2 separate regions of the Salmo salar genome follow, and region 2 is linked to region 1. The links are chromatin contacts, called in public Hi-C maps. All regions are on one chromosome and are shown on one strand. The core of a region is the stretch at or near the end of the contact, and the rest is flanking DNA. Distances in the headings are between cores, read along the strand shown. Region 1 holds the start of LOC106596360 (transcription factor BTF3 homolog 4). Region 2 overlaps LOC106596333 (zinc finger FYVE domain-containing protein 9).

Region 1 (3,069 bases), core at 248-2,747:
GTCTGGTGTGGGTGGACAACAACCAACACGTGCACATACGTGCCCGGTCTAGTCAGGATCGGCATGTTATCCGCCAATGACAAAAATCGACACATTCGGCAGGTGTTAAATTTAGGCCACACCAACAGTGCCATCTAGCTGTGGAGAGGAGACACAACGAGGCCCTTACCAAACAGTAAGAGACAAAGCCCTGGGCCCCACAGCCAGGCAGGATGGGCCAAAGCATCTGTCCCATAATAGGAGTAATGTGTTCAGGGGGAAAACAAGACTCCCAGTTGCTTTGATAAGTCTAATGCCCTTCAACAAAACAGACAGACAGACAGGCAGTTAAGCTACTAAACCGCTGGCCTTCAACCCTGCACATTACCAGATATGGAAGGGTTCTACAATTTAGTCATATCTGTGTCATAACAAAATGTAGATTTTAACAGTAGAGATGATAATAGTAGTTACCTTTCCACCTATCCGGACCTGGGCCTGAAGTTTGGCTAGTTTCTCTTGGTTCATGGCTTTTATCTGGAAAAAAGAGGAACATGGATGAGTTGTCAAGAAAATATCCTCATGAATTAACAAAAATCAACAACAATATAAACAGGCCTACTGGATGAATGCAAATCAGCTTCACGTTTTATCCTGAATCACTGTGGAAGCTGTTATTAATGGACTTAGCTACAAACTAGGCACCAATTGAGTCTTATCTGACAGTTAAAACTAGTTTATTAGCCAACAATGTTCATTGTCTGGAAACACTACAAATCATCAGGTGTCCGACTCTTCAACAACAACAGAAACAATGCCTGTCAGCCAAAAACACACACACACACACACACACACAGATGAATAGTTAGTTACCTAGTTGGTTAAAACGTTACACCATGTCATTAACTAAACTAGTTAAACTAGCAAGCTAACGTTACCCATTTTAACGGTAGTAAAATGTTCGCTACGCCCCGTAGTGTCAACATTTGAGACTCAAGTTAGCCATAAAAATGTCGACAACTAACTAAAGCTGTCATTTAGCCAGTTAACCATCTCATATTCCTGACGAGCTAGCTAGTTAACTAACTAAAAATGAGCTTTTCTAAAATGTTCCTGCATAAAGCCACAGCTAGGATACCGTGGAGACTGTTACCTAGCTAGCATTGTAAACACAGTAGGCTAGGAGCTCAAAGCAAACGGAGAACAACGCTTACTGTTATCTTTTATCCTATATGCCGTGGTCCATAGCTCTAGTTGTTAAAAACACACACACACACGTATATATATGTATATTTACCTGTGTAAAAGACAGCGTCAGTAATTTGATCGATCAGTCCCAAGGCACAGCACTTTGATCCACAAAAGGTTCACAGCAGAACAGGAAGTAGCAGGAGGGAACACGAGGTTGATGAGGATGATGGCGAATCTCAACACGTGTCTTTTCTCTCCGTGGGTGAATTTCAGGTCGTTTTGGTGTTTGTGTAATTTTCAGCAGATGGGGATTTTGATTTATTGATTGATTGATTTAATGTATTAGTTTATGAATCATTTTAAAACACATACAGACTTATAGCCACAACATGAACGCCGTTTGTACTACAGTTGCCTGCAATGTGTTTCTGATGAGAAATCAACCGTTTGTGCCATTGTTGTGGTCCATATCACATTTGTATTTTTTTGTTTTGTTGCATGAATTGCCAGGTTTCCACCCAATTGGCGACATTCTAAAATCCGCATAAAATCGTGCATTTTCCCACCAGAGATTTGTTTCCATTGGTGATCAAATTGACTTGTTGCTCCAGATTATAGTATGTGTGTGATGACATAGCTTTGACGGTTAAATAACCATGTACCGAATAAAATAAAATACAAGTTAAATGGATTTCCATCGCATTTAACTCTACTGATTGTTATCTCACAAAAACCTGTTGCTTTAAATAGCGAGTGTGCCCACGATCATGTCACCAGAATAAAACCCTGGATATTTATTGGAAAGCAGCATCACGCTCATCACCTTGCACTTTGCCCATCCTGTAAAGTTATTTTACAATTTATTTCACCTGTAGCCTAATAAACTGCATGATTTCCGGGGGTTATAGTGGGATGACCACATGTCATCGCATGATTCCACGTTTACTTTCATATTATGGCTATTATATCAATATTTGCGCATAAAAGCGTTTCCACCACCATTTCTCGTATTATTATCCCACCTATTAATTCAATTCAATAGCACCTAGTATTTGGTTTTGTCGACATTTGGTAATGTTTGTTTACCGACAAATTTGCTGCTTCCATCAAGCCTGTCATTACATTTTTTTTTATCCAACATGAACTTTACTGGCATACAAAAATGTTGGATGGAAACATGGTAATAAAAATACACTCAGTGGTTACCGGCCTTTTCCGGTTTGTGTTCCAGCAACTGAATTCTGCTCTGCCTGGAGTACCCCTGAAGTACCCCCTCTTGTGCATTTAAATAGAAGGTCTATGGTCTCATGTGTCTTCTCAAGTACTCCCTGATAGGCCTTGTCGTCGAACATCTCATTCTAAAATCATGGGCATTAATGTGGAGTTGTTCCCCCCTTTGCTGCTATAACAGCCTCCACTCTTCTGGGAAGGCTTTCCACTAGATTTTGGAACATTGTTGCGAGGACTTGCTTCCATTCAGCCACAAGAGCATTAGTGAGGTCGGTTACTGATGTTGGGCGATTAGGCCTGGCTCGCAGTCGGCGTTCCAATTCATCCCAAAGGTGTTCAATAGGGTTGAAGCCAGGGCTCTGTGCAGGCCAGTCAAGTTCTTCCACACTGATCTCGACAAACCATTTCTGTATGGACCTTGCTTTGTTCATGGGGGCATTGTCATGCTGAAACAGGAAAGGTCCTTCCCAAAACTGTTGCCACAAAGTTGGAAGCACAGAATCATCTACAATGTCATTGTATGCTGTAGCGTTAAGATTTCCCTTCACTGGAACTAAGAGGACTAGCCCGAACCATGATACACAGGCTGTATCACAACCGGCCGTGATTGGGAGTCCCATAGGGCGGCACACAATTGGCCCAGCGTCGTCCGGGTTTGGTTTGCCTAGT
Region 2 (3,022 bases), core at 247-2,746, 83 kb before region 1:
CGGCAGTTTATTTTCAATCGTACAAAAATGCTATGGGGTCTGTGGATGGAGGAGTGCAGCATCAATGTGTTGAATAGTTGCTTTGGCTCACAGGTCAGGAGGACAGGATCACCTATAGGTTACGTCCCATATGGCTCCGGTCAAATGTAGTGCACTATAAAAGGGAATATAGTGCAATTTGGGAAGCAACCACGGGTAACAATTTACTGAAGATGCTTCAGTTCCTCTAGTATCCTCTCCATCGCTTACAGAGAGAAGGATGATAATGCTGGTGTTAGTTAACAGTGGAACGATGACGCTGGAGTTAAGTCAGTGGTAAAGGATCAGACCACAATGCATTTCTCATCCCAAGACTCCAACCAGTCCCCTCGGGTGACCAATGAGAGGCCAGAGACTGTTTGTTATACTTCCTGTTAGAATGTTCAAGGTAAAGAATTGGAAACCTGTTTTAAATCAGTGTACAGAATGGTGACACTTGACATGGTTCTCAGAAGGCTAGAAGCTCGGCCATATAAAGCTTGGTTGACCTATTAAGTCTGACAGTAAAATCAGTAAACACCCACACCGCCTCTCTTAGACATTGTGCCTTCGACTAAGTGGTCCAACTGCTTAGCAGTTCTAGTGAGACAGACAATCTTGGTGTTGGATGTCTGGATGAGCTATTGAGTCAATTGTAGCTCTGCCTAAACAAAATAACAAGCAAAACGAATACTGTAGTCCCATCAATGTCAGGAAATAAAACATTTGGTAATCATTGGCTAAAAGCCAGACTGAAAACGACAGGTATGTTACTCTCTTTCCTCCTTCCACTGTGAAGAGTTGCGACTGCAGGAACTGAGCACCAGGATGCAAATTAATCACCAGAAAGAAAAAAAAATCCTCCCTCTATTCTCTCCTCTCGTTCTCGCTCTACCCCCCCTCTCCATCCACTCATCTCCGAATTTTTAATCTTCCCAGCCCACCGGACCGTGTGAAGTCCCTGTCGGTAGAGACACACGTGTAGTCTCATCAGGCAGAGCTTTGGACACCTTTACCTGGGGGTCCTCAAAGCGCCCATGCTACAACATGGCCTTCGGAGACTACGTTTCCCAGAGTGCAGTGCTTCTGCTTTGTCCTCTAGCTACCACAGCAAATACGTATGAAAGAGCGACAGAAACTGCTTCTCCAATAGAAATCCTCGATTACACTTGTAGGCGTTGTCATGGCGACTTGGCTAGCTAAATTCATACGTAGAAACACGACATTGTTTTCTTAACGGTCGTTGCAGACCGTCAAAGCAAAGGCACTCCTTCAATATAAAGTTGTGTTTTGAAGAAAATGTAAAACGTGGGAGTAATAACAGCTACTTATTAAGACATTGGCTCCAATCTAGGTTGTGTCATTAGATTTCGAGAAAAGTAACAACTAAGGAATAATTTTTCCACTTCTCAAACCCCCAGCCTGGTCTACCACAGTGGAACTGGAATAGTCCTGTGATTTCCTGATTCATGTGATCAGGGTGGACATGATGCATATGTGGACTGGAGAAGCCCTAGCTGTATGTCATGTGAAGGGATAGCAACATTAGCTAACTGGTAACCATTCCCCCACAGCTAGCTGTCTAGTGAAGGGATAGCAACATTAGCTAGCTGGTAACCATTCCCCCACAGCTAGCTGTCTAGTGAAGGGATAGCAACATTAGCTAGCTGGTAACTATCCCCCACAGCTAGCTGTCTAGTGAAGGGATAGCAACATTAGCTAGCTGGTAACCATTCCCCCACAGCTAGCTGTCTAGTGAAGGGATAGCAACATTAGCTAGCTGGTAACTATCCCCCACTGCTAGCTGTCTAGTGAAGGGATAGCAACATTAGCTAGCTGGTAGGTGGGAGTAATAACCCCACAGCTAGCTGTCTAGTGAAGGGATAGCAACATTAGCTAGCTGTCTAGTGAAGGGATAGCAACATTAGCTGGCTGGTGAAGGGATAGCAACAGTAGCTGGCTGGTGAAGGGATAGCAACATTAGCTGGCTGGTGAAGGGATAGCAACATTAGCTAGCTGGTAACCATTCCCCCACAGCTAGCTGTCTGGTGAAGGGATAGCAACATTAGCTAGCTGGTAACCATTCCCCCACAGCTAGCCGTCTGTCTGGTGAAGGGATAGCAACATTAGCTAGCTGGTAACCATTCCCCCACAGCTAGCCGTCTGTCTGGTGAAGGGATAGCAACATCAGCTAGCTGCCCCTCACAGCCTTCACCCTCTCTCGGAAGAGATGGAAGGATGGGAGGATAAAAAAAGAGGATGAGGACGAGAGAGAGAACTAGGAGATCAGAGTCTGGGGTGTTGGTAAGCGGTGCCTCCGTCTCCTAGGAGAGGATTTCCAGGATGTAGAAGACCAGCTCCATGACGACAGGTCCCTCACTGAGTTGACACGCCCCTCTGTGGATGACAGGGATCAGAGTACTGTCCAGGTCACTCAGGTAACGGGAGGGGAGTGGCTGGCCATTACTACCTGCTAGGTAACCCACCTGGGAGAAAAGAGGACAGGGAAGAGACGGGTCATTATCATCCTTTATCTAACCAGGTACCGGTGGGAAGAGGGCCCGTTATGGCCCGACAGGTTACAACAGAGAAGAGATGGTTAGTTATCTATATATTTCTCTTTTATCTAACCAGGTACTATGGGGGGGGGTTGGCCGTTGCTAGGTGACCCACAGAGACAGGTAGTTATTTTGTAATTCAGTGTTTCAGTCAATTCTTGTTTGTTTTAGCCTAGCGCTGACTGACACATCTGATTAAATGTACTAAAAGATCCCTTGAGTTTAATTCCAAATTACACATTTGCATGGGCATTTCAGGCAAATGCCAGCTGGGCTGGTCCATTTTTAGCCCAGTGGGACTGTCTAACTTGTTTGTTTTTTTTTCGCAAATTATCTGGCTAATAATGAGGCCTTAGTGGGGGGGGGGGAATGGGCCGGTGTGGGCGCCTTAAGGGAAGAAAAAAAAACAGGCTGGTGTGTTTGAAATGCCAGCGAAGATTTCTGGT

The links. A called contact is a pair of places that touch in the nucleus more often than the background predicts.
Region 2: a Hi-C map of gill shows a contact between it and region 1, with 1.7 times the contacts expected there. The contact joins the enhancer-like site here to the promoter of LOC106596360 in region 1. A contact is called at or near these places in 2 of 3 Hi-C or Micro-C datasets (gill and muscle).

Annotation. Positions count from the first base shown.
Region 1 is chrssa03:3,591,947-3,595,015 of Ssal_v3.1, reverse strand. LOC106596360 (transcription factor BTF3 homolog 4) reads right to left here and starts at 1,497. Exons shown (of 6, transcript XM_014187661.2): 1 at 1,277-1,497; 2 at 454-516. The coding sequence starts at 507.
Region 2 is chrssa03:3,674,550-3,677,571 of Ssal_v3.1, reverse strand. It overlaps LOC106596333 (zinc finger FYVE domain-containing protein 9), which reads right to left. Exons shown (of 19, transcript XM_045714336.1): 19 at 1-2,504. The coding sequence ends at 2,343. Among protein-coding and RNA genes, the nearest start is that of cc2d1b, 45 kb to the left of the region's middle. Within about 2 kb of position 1,496, at least 11 of the 13 cell types and tissues checked have an H3K27ac peak or open chromatin away from gene starts, as enhancers often do. A contact at or near this core is called in gill, where this site is marked.